Regions from separate parts of the Zea mays genome. Here region 2 is linked to region 1. The links are chromatin contacts, called in public Hi-C maps. All regions are on one chromosome and are shown on one strand. The core of a region is the stretch at or near the end of the contact, and the rest is flanking DNA. Distances in the headings are between cores, read along the strand shown.

Region 1 (6,796 bases), core at 943-3,442:
TCTAACCCAAGAAACACCTCCCTCTCTCTCTCACACATCTCTTGCCTCTCCCATTTCAAATCTTTGGAGAGAAATCTTTGAGTGAGCTTGAGAGCTGTGGTTTTGTGCTTCATCTCTAAATCTCTCTTGCTCTTCTTCTTCATTCGAGCTTTGGTACTACATCGAGTTCTTTGTGGATTCATTACTCTTGGAGCTTCTAGCTCCTAGACGACTAGGTGTCTCTTGTGAGTCTCCAAATCTTGTGGAAGACCACAAGAAAGTTTGTATTACCCGCTCGTTTGAGCAAAGATTAGTGTGTGAGCTTGACCTTTGTGGTCGGCAAAGGGAGGATTAGGGTTGAAAGAGACCCGGCTCTTTGTGGGCGCCTCAACGAGGAAGTAGGGCACCTTGGTGGTGTGACCGAACCTCGGGATAAATCTTGTGTCTCTTGTGTTCTTGCTCATTGTGTTTGTTTGTGTTCTTCGTTCTCTCACCATTCCGTGAAAGATTTGTTTATATCTTTTTAGTGTGTGGATTTTGAGAAGTGCCCTTCTCAGATCTACTACTTTGAACCCTGTGGATCATTTAGAACATCTCATTTCCAAAGTTAACTGGGTGAATTTCAAGATCAATTCAGTTTTACCCAGTTTGCTTCTAATTTTTGTTGAAAAAGTTTTAACTTGCCTATTCACCCCCCTCTAGGCAACTTTCAATATATGAATATAAAATCATAGATGATATGAACTAAACTTAAGCAAAACACATTGAACAACAAGGATGCAGTGAAATGTGTGTTTAAGATGAAACTCAAACCTACTGTCAGGAACTTGCCCAACACTATCGCTTGGCGTGCGGTACTGATTCTCGATGTAGAATGCTCAAACAGCAGCTATGCCTGCAAGCAATACATGGATATGGATTTGGTGATGTTCAGTGGCAAGTCCAGTAATTACCTACACTCATCAACATGTGTAGCCAAGAATATCGATCGGAAAGCTAGTAATGCAATTCAAAAGATAAGATGAAGACATGTGATTTATCTTGTGGTTCAGCTCGCAAAAGGTTTGCCTACGTCTACGTTGTTGAGGAAGCCGAAACAACTTTGGAGTCTCTTTCAACTCACTCTTCTCTAACTCACCACCGAGGTGATGAGCTAAGATCTCCACTAAGATATCGGGTAGTTATAGACTTTGATACCTAATCATCTAGTAGGCTTTCCTTCCAAGAGTAGTAAATGCAAAATGAATGTTGACAAAGCTTGATAAATGCTCAAGGTTATCTTGCTCTTAATTTGCTCTCTAGCTCTTAATCACACAATAATCACTCTCTAATCACACAGAAATTATTCACTCTTACAAAGAGAGTAGTTAGAGTGGGCTCACAAATGCTTTGGATGAGTTTTATATATTCTGGAAACCAGCAGGCCCCTGGGCATGAGATGGGTATACATACCCCTAGGTCCAAAATTATCCATTGGGTTCAAAACTAGCCGTTTGGAGCTGTACATGTCCGACACTACCGCTTGTCTACATGACACTGTCGCTATACAACGGGCTTCACAAAAAATGCTATAACTATTGACTCGAACTCTACGGTGATCTTGGACTTTTCGAAAAGCTTGTTGAGGGCTATCCAACCTAATAAAGAACAAGCCCAAAGATCAGAAAGTTAAACTGTTGTGTTTTCAGGAATATATTTTGTTGACATCCATTTGATTGGGATTTTAAATTTTTGACAACGAAGTTGGATTAGAAAGCTGAACTAAGACCGCTAAAGATGGCAACGACTGCTGTGCAAGCAATCCTTCTGTGCAAGCGTGCAAGTAAACCATCTGATCCGTTAGATCGTGATCCAACCACAGATACAACCATAGTTTGTTAGGGGTTTTTTTATAAAGATTATTGAGCCAGTGGTGGAAGGGTTTAAGTATTAAATGTGACCTACGGTTGGATCACGATCTAACGGATCAGATGGTTTGCTTGCACGCTTGCACAGAAATACTGCTTGCACAACAGTCGTTGCCGCTAAAGATAGCCTAAATGACAGTTTTTTATTGAGGTGCCTTTTTGGTAATTTGCTGGAGGCAGCAGTAGTTCTTGTTGCTAATTTGCAAATTGGGGGGGGGGGGGGGGGGGCATCGGATCCGCTAATCCAAACTCTGGCCCAGTCATCAGTCACCCGTGACAGTCTCATGGGCTTTCTCGTGTAGCATCATTTCCGCTACCCAAATCTCTCCGTCCACGGCGACGCCAGACGGCATCCGTCAGCCAGCAACATCTCCACCACACCCTCCCCGTCCCCGACGAAGAAGCACAGCGGAGAGGCGGCCGAAGCCGACGCCTCACCAAGTCACCAGTAGCTTCTCCGCGCTCGTGCGCGCCTTCCCGCACTTGGATGCTCCCTGCGCCGGCGCCTAGAGCGGCGGCCGTCTAGCGGGCGCCCGGAGGGTGAACCCACCGATGGCCGACGCTCTCCTTCCACGCCGCTTCCTCGCGCCGTTGTCAGTCGTATCCGGAGCCTCTTCATCAGCCTCTTCGTCCCCGCCGTGTCTTTGGGTGCTCTCGTCGCCCGGCTCCCCGCGCCGGCCGCGCCTGGCGGCCGGTCACCCGCAACCCCGGCCTCGCCGGTTCACTCGGCACAAGGTGCGCGTTCTCGGCTGAAGTATTTGCAACCGGCTTTGTTGTTTATCAAGCGCTGCGATGTGGCGCTCCGAAGGGTTTCTCGGTTGTTTTCCCACCACCGCGTGGTTGGGACTTCCATTGTGAACGATGTGGAGGAGGGACGCTTCTTTTACGATTTTTGGTTTACTGCGAGGTTTGTGGTGTTGCTTATCAGTGTGTTTGGTTGGATGTATATGGAGGGATGGAATGAGACGGCCTAGTGTTTGGATGATAGTCCGTAGGGGCGAGGTACCTTGGAGTAGTTTTTGGTGGCGACGTGATCCTAAAAAATTGAGGGGACAGTGTCGCTCCTAACTCATCCTACTTTGACCTCAAACCAAACACATAATAAGTATATTTCCTCTCCGGATTAGAGGGTACACGGGTTGTTGTACCACGGAGCAGCCTTTGCAATTCCATGCCATTTATGAGCAAATAAAATCCTAAGGCCATTCTCAATGCATAGTTTTACGAGAAGTTTCATACATTAATTAGAATGGCACATAAATTTTTTAGATGATATAACACTATATTTATTATGAAATGGATGAAAGTAGTTTCATCACCATGAAACCGTGTCAACTCATTTTCAAGACATTGGTGAAACTGTGTCAACTTATTTCCAAAACATTGGAAAATGCATGAAACCGCTATTGAGAGCAATTTGTTTCATCTTCATTCATTTCATACATTTGTATTGGCTATTTAGATGCAACATTTAATTGACATTGTAGTCTATGAAATTGTGAAGTGAAACTTTGTATTGAGAGTGTAATGAAACATTCTTTATTTCATCTCACTCTTGATGATGTGGTAGTATTGGAAATAATGCAATGAAGCTCTCATCGAGAATGCCTAAGGGCATGTACAATGTATATTAATGCTTCACCAAGACACACCTCTGGCTCAGTTTTCTAAGCTCAAGACATAACTTCACTAGTACAATCCATATAAATGAGTCATGTCTTAGTATTTTTTTATTGAATAAGACACAAGGTATACAAACACCCATTGTATCTACATGTGTCTTAGCTGTGTCTTTTACTTAAAAACCGCACCATGCTCTTAGGGTTGTACATGCCTAAGTGAATTTCGTGGTTTCTTTTGTGCCTTTAATGTTTTGTTGCTTATTGAGCAACCTTTCATAAGGGCATTACAGCCAACCCTATTTAATATGGAGTCCCTTGAGGGGTCTTTAGGGGGTTAAGTGAAAAAAGTAATAGAGTCTGTCTCTGCACGAGTCTCTCTATATATTGTCTCTTAACTACATTAATGATTTAGGGGCTCAGAGTTGTATCATGCAATTTCTTAGTTGTCTCTTATACTTGAAAAACCGGTTCAAAGGCTTAGGGCCTTATTTGCCCTAAGGCAAGTCCATTACTTTGTTGAATTAGACCTTAGACCTCTTCGTTTCCAGTGTCCCATTATTTCTATGCCATGTGAAAAGGAAATGCATACCAACGACTAACTATAAGAACTGTACTATGCAAATTACATAGTGCACTATTGCTTGTTTCATTTGGGTTCATTACTTCATTTTGGTATTTTAAGTGCTACTTTTTTCATTCTCCATGTCTAAGTAATTCACCAGGATGTGTGCTGTATTCAATTACACTTTTATTTTAGTTGAGTTGTGCTATTCTTGCTTGGTTGAACTTGTGCATGTTTTAATGAAAGGTTGTGTGCTGCGTTCAGTCATGCGGAACTATGCTGCTTAGTTTACACTGCAGTGTCATGTCCAGAGGCCAGACGTACACGAGGTGTCGGGCACGGGATGTGCGACGCGTAGCGGAGCACGCGGTGCGCACAGCAGGCACGAGTGAACAGGAAGGCAGGGAAAGTGGCTAACTAGGAAAGAGAGATAGCTTCCTATTATTAGCTCCTAAATTAGTGGGCTGATTCCTTCGTATTATTAGCTCCTAAATTAGTGGGCTGATTCCTTCCTATTATTAGCTCCTAGATTGGGGGGCTGTTCCTTCCTTTTTATTAGTTACCAAAGTAGTGGGGTCTTTCCTATTATCAGCTCCTAAATTAATGGGCTGAGGGCTATATATATCCTTGTAAACCACAGGGAGGAGGCAAGCAATAAACTATCTCCTACACTACTACTATTCTCTCAAGCCTGCGGTTGAGGTGTTGATCCTCACTGGAGAAGACGGACGACGACTATGAGCTACGTAGCTGTGGTCTGGCCAGTCAGGGGTTTGACGCCCTTGACAACCTGGTATCACGATCCCGGCGATCCTCGCCTGCGCCACCCACTTCGCCATCATCAGCCATCAACCCTTCTTCACCAGGCTCTGCTACTTCCTACGCCGCGCCGACCATGGGGGACGACCTCAAGACCACCGTCGAGAACCTCACCAAGGCCGTACAAACCCTCCAAGCCACCGTCGAGGCCAACGCAAGGGCAATCCTGGCCCTGACTGTCGAGCTGTCGGCGTCCGCAGGCCACTGCCAACCGCCCGGCGAGCACCACAATGATCGCCCGCGCAGGTTCTATAAGATGGATTTCCCACGCTACGATGGCAAGTTTGACCCGCTGATCTTCATCAACCGTTGTGAGTCATATTTCCATCAACAGCGAACCATGCCGGAGGAGAAGGTATGGATGGCTTCCTACAATCTCGAGGACGTGGCCCAACTGTGGTACATCCAACTGTGCTGCGGCTGCTTCAAGGACCTCCTCAACTTGCGGTTCGGGCCGCCCCTCCGCTCGGCGCCGATGTTTGAGCTAGCCGAGTGCCGGCGCTCCGGGACCGTGGAGGAGTACTCGAACCGCTTCTAGGCCCTCCTTCCTCGCGCGGGTCGACTGGATGAGATCCAGCGCGTCCAGCTGTACACTGGCGGTCTGCTACCACCGCTGAGCCATGCGGTCCGCATCCACAACCCGGAGTCACTCGCGGTGGCGATGAGCCTGGCCGCCAAATTGGATTGATGGAGATCACTAGGTAGGCGCTGGCTCCATCTCGCCCAGCCCCGCGCGGTCTTCTCCCGGCCTTGGTGCCGCGCCCCCTTAGCCGCTCGCACTTCTGGTGCCACCGATCGGCGCCCCCCGGCCCTCGGTGTCGGCAACCAGCGACGACTGACCCTGGAGGAACAGACAGAGCAACGTCGTCTTGGGCTCTGTTTTAACTGTGACGAGAAATACTCCCATGGCCACAACAGATTTTGCAGGCGCATTTTCTTTGTTGATAGGGTGGAGATCGACGACGCCGAAGACGCCATGCAGGGGCTGACAAAGAGGCAGCTTGCTTCTCCCTACAGGCCCTCGCAGGGGTGCCCATGGCGGACACCATGCAACTCGTCATGACGCTCGGAGCCACGTCCCTCATCGCGCTCCTTAATTCCGGCAGCACGCACAACTTCATCTCTGAAGAAGCAGCGCGACGCTCCGGCTTGTCGCTACGACAGCGGCCACGTCTCACGGCCATGGTCGCCAATGGTGAGCGGGTCACCTACGAGGGCATCATCCGCGACGCACCCCTCCTCATCGCTGGTGCCATGTTCCCGGTGGACCTCATCGTCATGCCACTGGCCGGGTACGACATCGTCGTTGGCAGCAAGTGGCTCGGCGCGCGGGGACCCATCGTCTGGGACCTCGCTTGCCGGCGCATGTCGTTCCAACATGAGGGCCACACCGTTTGCTGGCAGGGCGTGGCGCCGCCGACTACGCCGCGCCTCCAAGCAACCGTGGCCGTGGCCATGGACACCCTACTCGACGAGCCATTGGGTGCCTTCGCCGACATCTTCGCCGAGCCGACCGGTCTACCACCAGCCCGGGGTCACGACCAACGCATTATCCTCAAGCCCGATGCTTCCCTAGTGGCGGTGCGCCCGTACAGGTACCCGGTCGCCCACAAAGAACGAACTCGAGCGATAGTGCATTGCCATGATCGAGCAGTGCATCGTTCGCCGTAGCGACTCACCGTTCTCCTCGCCGGTCCTCCTCGTCAAGAAATCAGACGGGTTGTGGCGATTCTGCGTGGATTACCGTGTCTTGAATGCTCTCACCGTCAAGGACGCTTTTCCTATTTCGGTGGTGGACGAGCTCCTTGATGAGCTTCACGACGCGCGCTTCTTCACCAAGCTTGACTTACGGTCGGGTTACCATCAAGTGCGGTTGTGGCCCGAGGATGTGCACAAGACCGCGTTCC
Region 2 (6,887 bases), core at 2,949-5,448, 690 kb before region 1:
GTGTATGCGGCTCGCTCTGCCAAGTTTGGGTTCGCCCCTTGGGGAGGAGTGCGGTGCATTTAGGAAACCTAACGGGTGGCTACAGCCCCGGGGAATCTTTGTAAAGGCTTCGTAGTGATGCCCTGCTGGATCACCTTGGTAGTGATCAATGGAGAGTCATGATCTCCGGGCAGAATGGGAATCACGGCTTGTGGGTAAAGTGCACAACCTCTGCAGAGTGTTATGAAACTGATATATCAGCCGTGCTCGCGGTTATGAGCGGCCAAGGGAGCTCCAATGATTAGTGGTACTTGATCAGAGACATTGTGGTACAGGTGGTTATGAGATTGATGGTTCTGGTTATGGTTATGATGCTGGTAAGTGGTATTCTTTCCGTTTGGAAAGGATACATTGGGTTAATAACTTGGGTTAATGCTAAAACTTGGCTTTCTACTAGTAAGTAATAACCTGACCAACTAAAAGCAACTGCTTGACTTATCCCCACATAAAGCTAGTCCACTACAGCCAAACAGGATACTTGCTGAGTATGTTGATGTGTACTCACCCTTGCTCTACACACCAAACCCCCCCCCAGGTTGTCAGCATTGCAACCACTGCTCAGGCGAAGATGAAGCTGTGGAAGGAGACTTCCAGGAGTTCCAAGATTACGACGAGTTCTAGGTGTGGGTTAGCGGCAACCCCCAGTCGGCTGCCTGTGAAGGCCGCGTTATCTACGTTTCTTTTCCGCACTTTGATTTATTGTAAGAACTATATGGACGTCTCGGACGTATGATGTAATCGACTATTTCCCTTATTAATACTATTTTGAGCACTGTGTGATGATGTCCATATTATGTAACTGCTGTGTACGTGAATAACTGATCCTGGCACGTACATGGTTCGCATTCGGTTTGCCTTCTAAAACCGGGTGTGACATGCATATACTGAAACATCCCTGCCATCCTCGCCTCCAAGTCCTCACGTTGCCTCCTCTCTTCTTCTAACCGAGTTTGTAATACTTCACCCTAATGTTACGATAAAGCAAAGAGAAAATATATAATAATCAATGAATGACGAATAGGTAAGGAATAAACTGGACTTCCTAGATGCGATGTTGTGAGCTGTCCTACCGAGGTCATAAGGCTGGGCTCGCGCTCGTGCTCCTTGCTCGCACTTGAGACAGAGTGGAAGTGGAGAACTAGTTGATTGTCCCGTCGGTAATCCAGTACCGCCCATGCCTCTTGCCTCCTCCGACCCTCATGAGGACATCTCCGTCGATGTCCTCGGTCCTCAGATTGTAATCTGGCCCATGGGCCTCCTTTGCCATGATTGAATAGTTTTTTTGGTTTAGGATGGCTCCATCAAGGTTTGCCAAAGCCTCCTGTACCCTGAATATAGAGTTTCAAACGGTCCTCTACGCTCTTCAGCAGCGTCCTCCAAATGGTCCTCTAAATTTAGAGGACGCTGCTGGATTCTCTATATATAGAGTTTCTTTAAACGGTCATCTATCATTTTGAATACTTTAAATAACTAAATAACCGGTTTAGCAAAACTAAAATATGTACAATACATTTGAGAGTATGATAAATATGTATGTATAAAAAATAAAAATAAAAATGTCTCTAATATAGGTATTTGCGTATAGGGGACGTGATTTAGATGACGTTGTTGGAGAAGAAGGAGATATAGAGGATGTAATCTTTTAGATGAGACTGTAAAGGACGGATATAGAGGATGGATATAGAGGACGTTGCTGGAGACAGCCTTACGGAAGACATCCATTGAAACGAATGGTACACTATTTTATGGGTTGCTCAAACCAGCGAAAAACTGACTGAAGAGGTCCACTTTGAGTCAGAGAAACTTGCCACATCTGAGATGCGGCCACCTCAGCTCCAGGGTCCAAGCTTCGACGGAGAAGCGCTCATGCACCGCTACTCGCTGTCCCGCTGTAGTTTAAATGCGCCCATCGATGGAGGCGGAGGCGGAGGCGGAGCTACGGTGTGGGAAGGAGACGAGAATTGTGGTATGGGAGGGGAAGCTGCAGTGTGGGAGGCGGAGGTGCGTGTGCGGGTGTAGAAAGAGAATATTTTCATGGCCACCCCGCCAAACGTACCGGCCAGCATATGGATATCCGTTTGGGTAAACTGTTGGACGAAGCGTCAGGTTACCCATAATTCTACGGAAAGGCAATCTACCCATCCCACCCCATATGAGTATGGGTAAACTGCTGGAGTTGGTCTTAAAAGCCTATTATTTTTAGCATGTACTTAGTACCATTTCTAGTAGTTTGAAACCAGAATGGTATGCTATTATGTGGTTTGCTCAGACCAACGCAAAAAACTAACTCAAAAGGTGTCTGAAAACTACATAGGTCTATGACATTAGAAATGGCGCTCATGATCTCACTATTTTACATTTTGATGACAACTTTCTTTGTTATACCTGTAGGTACGACATATATTTTTCATCCTGTATCGCTATCCTCTGGCTTGAACAAGCTAGCTTGTGGAAGTAACTACAGGTGCAGGGCGACCCAAAAGGGTGTCTTGATCATGAATCGAAAAACAACACCCAACAAGTAGGTGAACACGATACAAAAGTAGTTGTCGGTAGCAAAACAAACATGTATCCACGGAGGCCTAGTCGAGAGTCAGGTCACAAACGGCATCTATAGCAGCAATTCCATTACAACGGTGGCAGATGACAGAAAAAATCAATGAGGTCTGCAATGAAAAGATAGACCTGGTGATATCTCAGATATAGGTCTCCAATATACAAATGGAAGACGAAGAGGGTGGGGAACTAATATAGGGGGAGATTGGAAGAAGGCACCAATCTTTAGCCTGTACAGATGACCACGACCTACTTAGACGCACACAGAAGAATCGAGATACAAACCATATCCCATGCCATTTCTCTTGACAGAGAAGTACATCTTGAATGCAATCCCACCAGGCACGATGGATTTCATGAACGCGAGACACACACCTCGTTCTCCTTGAGGCTGAGGGTGTCGGCGAGGAAGGTGGTCGAATTGGCGTCTGCGCGTAGAGGAAGGTGGAGGCGTCACTTCTGGACGGTGCGGACGCAGTGGTTGTGACGGTGTCGCCTAAGACCCGCAGTCGTCGCCACCCCGCACCTGCGCTGACGGCGAGGAGCCATCACAAGACCGACCTACCAGCGCGAAGCTCGAGGCAGACCCGTCTTGTGCACACGGTGGATCGGCGCCATCGTGGGCGGTTCCTTCGGCGAATCGCTTGGATAGGGAGACATATTTTTGGTGACGATGGAGAGTGAAGAGGAAAAGGGAGATGAGAGAGAAGGTGAGAAGGGTAAGAACAGGCAACCTAGGTCTCGTGTTTTTTCTCACAACCGTGTTGTCACGCGTCAGGCTGTGACTGGTACAAGGGTACATGTGTTTCCTGGTTAGCCTTTTTGTCCCGTACTCACACGCTCTGCAGCTGTGGTTGGAAAAGTACACACGAAACTAGGGATAACAGCGGGTCGGATTCAGGTCGGGTATAACAAATATACGTCCGCGACCGTACCCGTGGGTATTAGACATACCCGTCCGCACTGTACCCGCGGGTTAAAAATTGTACCCGTCGGGTATCGGGCGGGTATCGGGTACCCGCAGGTATATATATATATATATATATATATATATATATATATATATATATATATATATATATATATATATATATATATATATATATATATATATATATATATATATATATATATATATATATATATATATATATATATCTAAAAACAATACCGAAATTTTCCAGAAAATATAATTATAACCAGCAAAAAATCTAGAAAACTTATGCGTACAGGGAACACTTCAAACAAGTCTTCATGAATTATGTGTCAACACAAGCATACAAAACATAATATGGAAACACTTCAAGTCTTTATGATACATACGCACTAGGTTTTTAGTTTTTACGGATATCCATGGGTAACCCGCGGACGACAAAAATATCCATAGGGGCAAGACCCGCGGGTACAAATTCGTACCTGAAATCGAACCCGCGGGTAAAATTGCCATCCCTACGCGAAACACTTAGAGCGCTCCAAAACCGAGCGTCTTTTAAGACTTTAGACAAGGAAGATATAAACTGGTTCTTTTTCCTTGGATGAACGTGGGCCAAGCTCGAGCGGCTCGGCCCATAACGAAGCCGCTAGGGTTTTTGCCCAGTAGTTGGCTTGCATAGTTGCATGTACACAATTTCTCGCGCTCCTACCGCCGCCGCTTCGTTCTCTAACCTTGGCTCCCGCTCCCTCCGCAGGAGCATCTCAACACCGCCTTGAGGACCCCCCAACTCGCCGGCTGCAGCCATGGTAAGATCTCCCTCCCCCTTACTCTCTCGCCTGTTGCATCTTCGCTGCCCTGCAGCCATGGATTTGGCGTCGCCCTTGCGAACTCCTGACGTGCAACGGGCCTTGTTTCTGGTTCCAGGTGAAATATTCGACGGAGCCAACCAACCCCACCAAGTGTAAGTTTTTCTACGGAGGGTATCCATATCCATTTGTGCATCTGCTGGCTTTCTGATTCGCGTGTGGTTCTCTTTATTTCGATGCAGCAACCAAGGCCATGGGCCGTGACCTACGTGTTCACTTCAAGGTGAGAGATTCCTACCTGCCTCCCGACCTAGATTCTGTTCAAGAGATCTCATGATATGTTTGTGTCCTACCTGCTTCCCGATCGAGATCCTATTCAAGAGATCTTATGATATGTCTGTGTCATTTTTTTTGCTGCGTTCGGTTATAGCCTGTTTCAAGAGATCTTATGATATGCTTTGTCATTTTTTTGCCGCGTTCGGTTATTGCCTTAGGCCTTATTCGTTTCCGTCGGATTGCACCCGGAATCGTTCCAGCTAATCAAAGTTTATATAAATTAGAGAAGCAATCCGTTTAGGAATCATTCCGACCCACCAATCCGACAGAAACGAACAAGGCCTTAGGGCGGGTTGTTTGTTGTGGAATTTAAATTCCACACCAAATCACTCTTAACACCATATGGATTAAGGTGGATACGTGGGCATCCAAACAACGCCTTAGTCTTTAGATACTGTACATCTTGAAGTTCCTCTTTACCCTAAGTAGTGTATGCCGTTTGACTCATGGTATCACCGATCATGTGTCACCAATTTTTTATTGTTGTTATTCCTTTCAGTAATGCTGTTTACGGTTGGCTTCGTTGTTCTTATGTAGATGCTTTTGGAAGCATGAGACTGAATTCACCAAACTAATGCTGTGTTCCCTCCCACAAAAGGATGCAATTCACACTTTCCATGGAGTAAAATGATTTGAAGTTTGATGGATGTTAAATAAAAAAGTACTTACATAAGTTACATTTATAATACAAGATAAGTACCATTAAATTAATCATTAAATATATTTTTGTGGTATTAGAGACATAAATGTTAATACTATTCACTATAAATTTAGTCAAATTTGAGTTAGTTTGATTTGCACAAATTCCAGCCCTCCTTGAATTACATCTACTTGAGTTTCTTCTTTTAGTGAATCTCTCTAACTGCAACATCTTATTTGTAAGGCAGTAAGGCACCAGGTACCAAAAGAATGTACTTGCATATCCTGGTAACCTTTAGAATGCTAAACTTCATTGTTATTGGTTGGACCAGGTTTCACGACATGATTCCAATTAGATTAGTATAAGTGATGTCTACTTGAGTTTTTTCTTTTAGTGAGTCTGTAATTATGGCAGCATAAGGCACCTGGCGGCTGGCGCCAAAATAATGTGCTCACATATACATATACTGGTAAACCTTTAGAATGCCAGATTTGTTTTTACTGGGTGGACCAGGTGTAGCAACTTGGTTCCAATTAGATTAGTAAGTAATGCCATTTTGTTTGTTTATTTGGTGAATTATCTGTTGCTTCTGTGTAAGCTATGCTGTGGTTGAATTGCATGCATTTCCTGTGGTATATATGCTGTCAAATGAACTGTCTGATATTGAAGTAAATGGTTATGTTTGTGTGCTGAAGGAAAATTAGACTTTATTGAAGTTTTCTCATTGATAACTTCATTAAGCGCAGTTGCACAGTGCTCTACTGTTCGTAGTGTTGGTCTCTGTAGTTGAATATCTTAAGGAAAAAAACACGATGTTGTGGTATATACTGGCAGAGTATCCCTCTAAACTTTAGGAACACCATGATCATTGTTATTGGGTGAACCGTTGATTTTGTCCATGTGTTGGAAAATTCTATGTCAATTGGTTCTGTAAATGATGGCACATTCGAATTTTCACATATTTCTTAGCTGGGGTGTGATAATGATTGTGATAATTTCTGTGTTCATTCATATGATGGCACACAATATTGTTCAGTTGCTGACGCCATTCGTTCTTTGATATGATGTTGACATATTTTGGTGTTTGTTAATGCTCCTGTCATACTTGTAGAACACCCGTGAGACAGCTTTTGCCCTTAGGAAGTTGTCACTCACCAAGGCCAAAAGGTACCTTGAGGATGTGATTGCCCACAAGCAGGCCATCCCGTTCCGCAGGTATTGTGGCGGTGTTGGACGTACCGCTCAGGCTAAGTCTCGTCACTCAAATGGGCAGGGACGCTGGCCTGTCAAATCTGCTAGATTCATTCTAGACCTTCTCAAGAATGCTGAGAGCAATGCTGAGGTTTACAATTATACTGTCCCTGTCAGACCTATCTTTGCTTCTGTAATGTTATGCTAATTATGTGAGTTTCTCTGCTGCAGGTAAAAGGTCTTGATGTCGATACCCTCTATGTGTCACACATTCAAGTGAACCAGGCTCAGAAGCAGCGGCGCAGGACCTACCGCGCTCATGGGCGCATCAACCGTAAGTCAGTCTGAAGTTGAAGTTCGCTATGCTATGAACAGGTTACTATTT

Evidence for each region. Hi-C and Micro-C count contacts between places; a contact is called where the count stands out from the background.
Region 2: a Hi-C map of bundle sheath shows a contact between it and region 1, with 2.6 times the contacts expected there. The contact joins the promoter of LOC100280639 here to the promoter of LOC100216928 in region 1. A contact is called at or near these places in 4 of 25 Hi-C or Micro-C datasets (bundle sheath, ear, leaf and 1 more).

Annotation. Positions count from the first base shown.
Region 1 is chr8:94,252,070-94,258,865 of Zm-B73-REFERENCE-NAM-5.0, reverse strand. It overlaps LOC100216928, which reads left to right and starts at 2,192. Exons shown (of 4, transcript NM_001143313.1): 1 at 2,192-2,621. The coding sequence starts at 2,439.
Region 2 is chr8:94,939,388-94,946,274 of Zm-B73-REFERENCE-NAM-5.0, reverse strand. LOC100280639 (60S ribosomal protein L17) reads left to right here and starts at 4,198. Exons shown (of 7, transcript NM_001374586.1): 1 at 4,198-4,335; 2 at 4,454-4,490; 3 at 4,578-4,618; 4 at 6,423-6,653; 5 at 6,734-6,836. The coding sequence starts at 4,333. It overlaps LOC111590052 (small nucleolar RNA snoR74), which reads left to right and starts at 6,113; the gene lies at 6,113-6,259.